Linked DNA regions of Sus scrofa: region 2 is linked to region 1. Evidence: chromatin contacts called from public HiChIP or PLAC-seq data. All regions are on one chromosome and are shown on one strand. The core of a region is the stretch at or near the end of the contact, and the rest is flanking DNA. Distances in the headings are between cores, read along the strand shown.

Region 1 (3,279 bases), core at 450-2,949:
TAACAGCCCCTGCTTCCTTAAGGTACTGTGATGCAGCAAAGCACATGCGCAGTGCCTGGCATGGGGTAGGGCTCACGGAAAGTGCTCTCCCGCCTTCTTCCCACTTGGCTCTTCTCCTCAGCATTTTTCTCAACGGTCCACTTGAACGTCCTTCTGACCCGGAGCTCCTTCACTGCTTCTAGAAGTCTCCCCATCAAAGCTGAGGCCAGAACTACAAACTACATATTCTGGTGGGAAGAACCCTGGAACAGCAGTCAACAAACCAGGTTGGCTTGCTTGCCTTTGTAATGGAAGAACTGCGATATTTGTTTCAAGGCATTAAGACCTTAGGCCATGAGCTTTCACTCTCTGGTCTTGAGCTCCTTGATGAGGCGGTTATTTTCTATATCATGACATTCTGCAACCTTATGATTTGGTGGCAAAGGCCAAGGTTAGGACTGTGCCTTCGTTGGGTTGGGAATGGAATAGGTGCTGTGGAGGTACTCCTCAGTACCCGGATGTCCTTGAGGGAGGTCGCTTGGCAGGATACATCCCAGTGGCGTGGAATGGGGATTGGAGGTGGCTCTGTAGGACTGAGGAATCAGATTGGAAAAACTGCCTAGTGGGGAGCAAACCAACCTGCTATCATGCCCTTGTTTATCCAGCTCTCTAGGGCTGCTCTGGGAGCCTGGAACTGCTGAATGGGGGGTAGTGGTTGCGAGTGGGCAGAGCCAATCCAGAGGCCTCATGCTGTCTTCCTCCTACCAAAACCTGCTCCTAGGAAAAGACCAGGGAAACCCCCTCATACTCAGTACAACAAACCATAATAGCTGAAACACCCTGTCTTTTTAAGCAGGTTTTCTTTGCAGGGGTTTAGATTTCTCCCACCGCCCCCTTCCCCATTTGTATTTTTCAATTGATGAAAACAACTTATGCAACAAGACTCTGGGACAAACCGGAGAACCAGTCTCCTGAGCAAAATGCGAAAAAGGCTTAAACAGAGGGTACTGCCAAAGGTGGCATTTCAAGCATCAGAAGGGGAAAGTCGTACCTTTCTGAAAAGCTGCAGACTTCTAAATACATCTACATATATTGAGCAGAGAAGGGCTGTGGAGGTAGCTTGACCTCCATCTCTATTATGTAACAAATCTGTGTCCAAAGCTCAAGAAGGGCCAGGCACTCACTCATCTCCATTTCTCCAACTCTGGCCATTCGGGTTTGCATTCAGAATCCCTATACTTGATGTGACTTTGGACCAGCCACCTCCCATCTCGGGGCCTCAGTTTCCCCATTTGTAAAACCAGGATTATACGCTCCCCTCCTCCCAGGACACGTCAAACCTAATCGGGAAAGATTTGATTGGGTACGATGAGAATGCAAAGTAATTGGTTAAAAGCCAGGCGAAAGGACGCATAACAGATACCTCCCTCCCGCCAAGCCAGTCGCACTCCATTCGGACTGTTCCGGGAAGGGCGTGGACAGGCCACTGGGAGTCACGCCCCCGGAAGTGGGGCCAGCCTTAGCCGCGCCCAGCCCTGCGGCCCAAGGAAGGGACCCAGGGATGACGTCACACAACTCCTAGGTATTCATCCGCCGCGAGAGAAAGTAGTCCCCAAACCATAGCTGACTCCACCACCGGTACTAAGCGCTATAAAAAATTCTACATTCTCTTAGGGCTCTAGTATACTTTTGAGGCCTCGGAACCACCTTCCAGCACACTGGAAGCCTGTCTTTCTCCGGGCCGGCGTAGGAAGTAGTTCCGGCCTGCAATACACCGATGGGTCCCTCCGCAACGGGGGAAAGAGGATGGCGACCTCGTCGATGCCGGAGTCGGGGAGGAACGCGGTTACGGAAGCGTCAGGTGAGCGTCGGGTAGAGTCAGGTCGCCCCACTGCACCCTTCCGTGAAGTGAGGCCACAATGCGGGGATACCCGGCAGCGAGGTGCCGAGCCCGGCGGGGCTGTCCGAACAGGGCCCCGGGGTCCCAGGCCCTTTAGTTGCTCTCGGACTTGCCTGAGCGGAAACTCGGCGCCACCACAAGATGGCGTCGGGCCTGGAGCGCAGGCAGCGCCGGGGACAGCCCCGAGTCTCCAGGCCCCGGGACCGTCGCTGTCAGCCCCCTCCGCACGCGAACCAGGGGAGGGGGGGAGCAAGCTGCTGACCCAGGGGGCCTGCGGGCTGTACCACCGACCCTTCCCCCGGGGGGACTTGGGGGACCAAAGGGCTGAACCACTGAGCCTGATCGGGCCCCGTAGAGTGAACCACTCTGCTGGAATCATGGAGGGGAGGAGAAAAGGGTCAAGATTACCCGCCATTGACGACCCTCCCGGGGATGGGGAAGGAGCCCGAGACGGGGAAGCAAGGCTTCCTGGTTCTGTTTTCCCGAAGCTCCCCTCGCGGTACACTAGAAAGCCCCGCCCCGCCGGCTACTCGGTCTCTGCATCTGCGAAATGGGCGCATGGGTGCAGCTGGGTGGGCCGCGATGGCCGGGGCCGAGGAGGAGGCCCACCTGTTCCAGCCCCCGTCACCGCTTCTCGCAGAGTGAAGGCCCCAGATCCTGCGCCCTCCTGTCAGGCCTCCCCCGGAACCAATGGAAGAGAACGAGGTGGAGAGCAGTAGCGACGCGGCCCCTGGGCCTGGCCAGCCCGAAGAGCCCTCTGAGAGCGGCTTGGGTGTGGGCACCTCGGAAGCCGTGTCGGCCGACAGCAGCGACGCGGCGGCCGCCCCGGGGCCGGCGGAGGCCGACGACTCCCGCGTGGGTCAGAGCTCGGACCGCGGTAGCAGCTCTCTGGTATGGCCGGCGTTGGGGGGAGGCAGCAGCTTCCAAGGGGAAGCCAGCAAGGCTTGCTTATAACCAATATTTGTTTATGGTTTGTTGTGAGCCAGACACCGTGCCAAGCCCCTGGCTTGAATTTTCTCTTTTGGCTCTCATACCTTGTAAGGCATATATCAGTCTTTCCCACATCTCACAGAGAAAGAAACTGAGGCACAGAGCCAGGATTCAGATCTAGACTGCGGGCTGAGCTCCTGCACTACCCACTCTCCTCACTCTTAGAGATGCAGGTGAAACCTAGTTCAAGTCTTGGCTCTACCTCTGATTCACTGGGAGACCTCTTTGAGCCTCAGTTTTCTTCCTGTAAAACGGAGCAGAAATGCCTGCTGCTGAGAGTGCTCTGTTGCAAGCTCCTACCACACATTTTCTTGGAAACACCTTGTAAAATAGTCTCCCGGTTCTTCCACCTCCTAGTTCTGTAATCTTGGGCAGGCAACCCAACTTTCAGCTGTCAGTTTTCTCATCTG
Region 2 (3,279 bases), core at 444-2,943, 39 kb before region 1:
GAGGAGGCTGTGGTCACAGCTGCGTGAGAGATGATGGAAGTTTGGACCAGGGTGATGGTGACAGGAGGAGAGATGTGGGCAGATTCAGGATAAGGTTTGAAGGTGGAGTGGCTGAGACATGAGGAACAATCAGATCTGGTGGTAGGAGGAAAGAAGGGGTTGAGGATGGCTCCTAGAGTTCTGACTTTTAAATCTGTAAGGCTGTAAGGACATTCCTGAAAGTGATTAAAGGGCAGATTATGGGAAAGATGAAGAAAGAAAAGAGCCCTAAAATTCCTAGTGACCACGTCCAGGAGGTGGCTGGTTCACGGGACTGGAGCCTTCCAGAAATCTAGGCCTCAGTTCAGTCATCTGCCCAAAGAGGAGGTTTGCCAAAGTTTGAAACCCCTAAAGGGTTTTTGGTGCTCAGTTTTGCTGGAATCGGGGTGAGCTCACCTGCGGCTCAGCAGCGACCCCTGGAGGCCTGGGGAGGCTCTTTCTCCTCCCTGCTCTGGGGCCATTTGGAGCCGATTCTCCACGTTCCTTCCAGACCTGAGGGGCCCAGAGTCAGGGAGGGGAACCCCTGACAGGTGGCCCTTGCGGAGAAAACTGTGTGTGCATCCAGGATGCTAATTCTTCACCGAAGGCTAGAAGGATCCTTTCCCTCCTCTCTCTTCTGTACCCTGTATGTAACTTCCATGACGTGACCACTGCCCTGGGCCCTCCAGGAAGACGCCCCTAATCCATTACTCTAGTGCTGGCACCACCCACTGCTTGTGGAGCAGGAGTAGAGGGAGCTGAGTCCCAAAAGGTCGGGACTGGAGTCGCCAAAGGAGCCTCCCAGGATCTAGCTGTCTGGGGTCCAAACTTCTCTTTTCTCCCGTCTCCTTCCCGGGATTCCCCAGGCGCTGGCAGCGACGCCTCCCGGGTGGCTGAGGACTGAAGGATCCGCCAGGCACCAATGACCCGGCGACCCAGCGGAACTCATTTTTCCTGCTGCCCGCCACTCTACCCCTATACTGCTGGCCCAACCCCTTCTGTGGTCCCGCCCTTTTCTACCCCCAAACCCAAGCTGGTCCTGCCTCGTCCCATTGGCTCTGGACCCACCCACACGGCCCTCCCTTTTCCTGGTTCCACCTTCTCCCTCTCTGGTCCCGCCTCCTATCCGATGTGACCCCGCCCCTTTACTGCCCTCCGGCCCAGCCCCCTAGGTCTTAGCCCCTACATCACAAGATCCTCCCCTTCAACTCTAGCCCCACCCTCTTCTCTGTGTCCCCGCCCACCGCTATTCTGGCCCCTCCCTTCATCATTTCCCCTCCACCAGCCTTACCCCACTTTCCTAGGTCCCAACTCGCTCTCCTTTCTCCGGCCCTCGGCTGGGACCCTACCCCACCCCGCCATGGCCCCGCCCCTCCCTACAAGACCTGCCCACCAAGGGGGGCCCCCCCACTCCCCTCCATAGCCCCGCCCCCATATCGGTAGGCCCCGCCCCCCTGCGGCCTCTACCTTTGGCGTCTTCCCCAGAGAGGTGGCGGAGACCGGCTGCTGGATGCCGTTGGGACTCCGGGTCAGAGGTCCCGGCAGGGCCCGCGGGTGGCAGTGAAGTGACAGTGAACCTGCGGCTCATGGTGCGGAAAGGGGCCGGGCGGCCGCGGAACGGGCCCAGATTGCACAAGTGGCCGCAGCCCGGCTCCTGAAGGCTGAAAGAGCGGATTCCCCCTCCACGCCGGCCGCCCCCCGCCGGCCGCGGCGCCGCGCAGGGTCCTAGTGCCCGCTGTGCTGAGGCTCTGTATCTCATCACTTAGCTCTGAGGCCCTGGACTCTCAATTCCACTGGAACCGCTTGAGGATCCCCCTCGCTGCTGAGAGCTTTCCCTGTACCAGGGACCCCAGCATGTGGCTCCTGGAACCGGCGCTCCTCTGCTGGGGTCTCCTAAACATCTGGGTTTCATTCACACTCATTCATTCAGCACATCTTGACAGCTCACCTGTGTTTCAGGCATTGGTGCTAGGCTCTGGGGATACAGCACTGGATGAGACCCACTGGCTTCCTTCCCTCGTGTGGCTTAAGTCCTAATGTGTGAGAGGAGAGAGATGATAAGTGAGCAAACGCATAAACAAGATAATTTGAGATTGTTGTATATGTTAAGAAGAAAAGGTGAGGAGTTCCCATCGTGGCGCAGTGGTTAACGAATCCGACTAGGAACCATGAGGTTGCAGGTTCAGTCCCTGCCCTTGCTCAGTGGGTTAACGATCCGGCGTTGCCATGAGCTGTGGTGTAGGTTGCAAACGCGGCTCAAATCCCACGTTGCTGTGGCTCTGGCGTAGGCCTGCGGCTACAGCTCCAATTAGACCCCTAGCTTGGGAACCTCCATATGCTGCGAGAGCAGCCCAAGAAATGGCAAAAAGACAAGAAGAAGAAGAAGAAGAAGAAGAGGAAGGAGGAGGGGAAGGAGGGGAGGAAGAGGAGGAAGAAGAGGAAGAAGAGGAGGCCCAGGGATAATGAGTAGAGGGAAGAACTGCTTTAGGGCATGGTCTGAGAAGACCTCTCAGAAGATGGAATATTTAACCTGAGACTTCACTAATGAGAAGGAGCCAATTAAGCAGAGATGTGGGGGAAGAGCTCTCTTGAAGAGAAAATAGCAAGTGCAAAGGCCCCGGGGTGAAAAGAGGCCTGGATGGTTTAGGGAGCAGCAAGAAGGCCAGTGTGTCTGGAACAGTGAGCGAAAAGCGTGGTGGTGAGGAGATGAGGGAGGAGAAGAAGGCAGATCCTAAGGCTTCAGGGAGGCATCTGGATTCTTTCCTAATCTACCAGGGAACCCGTGAGAAGTTTTTGAGTCGGGAAAATGAAGTAATCTGACTTATATGTTAACGGGGTCACTCTGGCTGCTGGGTGAAAACTCAACTAAGGGCAGGCGTAGAGGCTGAGAGTCTGATGAGGAGGTTTCTGCAGACCCCCAGGTAAGAGGTACTGTTAGCTGGGCTAGGATGGTGGCAGTCATCTGATTCCAGATACATTTTGGAAGTAGAACCTACAGGGCCTGCTGCTGGATTGGACGTTGCATGTAATGGAAAGAGGCCTCAAGGAGGATCCTGGAAAATCTCATGCATTGCTGGTGGGAATATAGATGGGCAGAACCGCTTTGGAAAATTGTTTGGTCACATCTGCTAAAGTTGAACTTACACATACCTGTCTAGCCAGCAATTCCACTCCAAGGTATATGCCTGTAAAATACTGTTTAACTAACGTGAAAATAGTCACAGTCTATCTTTAAGGAGTTCCAGTTGTGGCTCAGTGGTA

What was found. HiChIP or PLAC-seq counts read pairs in DNA pulled down with a chosen protein or histone mark.
Region 2: an H3K27ac HiChIP or PLAC-seq map of alveolar macrophages shows a contact between it and region 1. The contact joins the promoter of SLC12A5 here to the promoter of ZNF335 in region 1. A contact is called at or near these places in 1 of 5 promoter capture datasets (liver), 6 of 47 Hi-C or Micro-C datasets (blood, embryonic fibroblasts, epiblast stem cells and 2 more) and 1 of 2 datasets of contacts at active chromatin or transcription factors (alveolar macrophages).

The regions. Positions count from the first base shown.
Region 1 is chr17:48,151,671-48,154,949 of Sscrofa11.1, reverse strand. It overlaps ZNF335 (zinc finger protein 335), which reads left to right and starts at 1,699. Exons shown (of 27, transcript XM_021077367.1): 1 at 1,699-1,840; 2 at 2,520-2,770. The coding sequence starts at 2,570.
Region 2 is chr17:48,190,486-48,193,764 of Sscrofa11.1, reverse strand. It overlaps SLC12A5 (solute carrier family 12 member 5), which reads right to left and starts at 1,693. Exons shown (of 26, transcript XM_021078314.1): 1 at 1,486-1,693. The coding sequence starts at 1,606.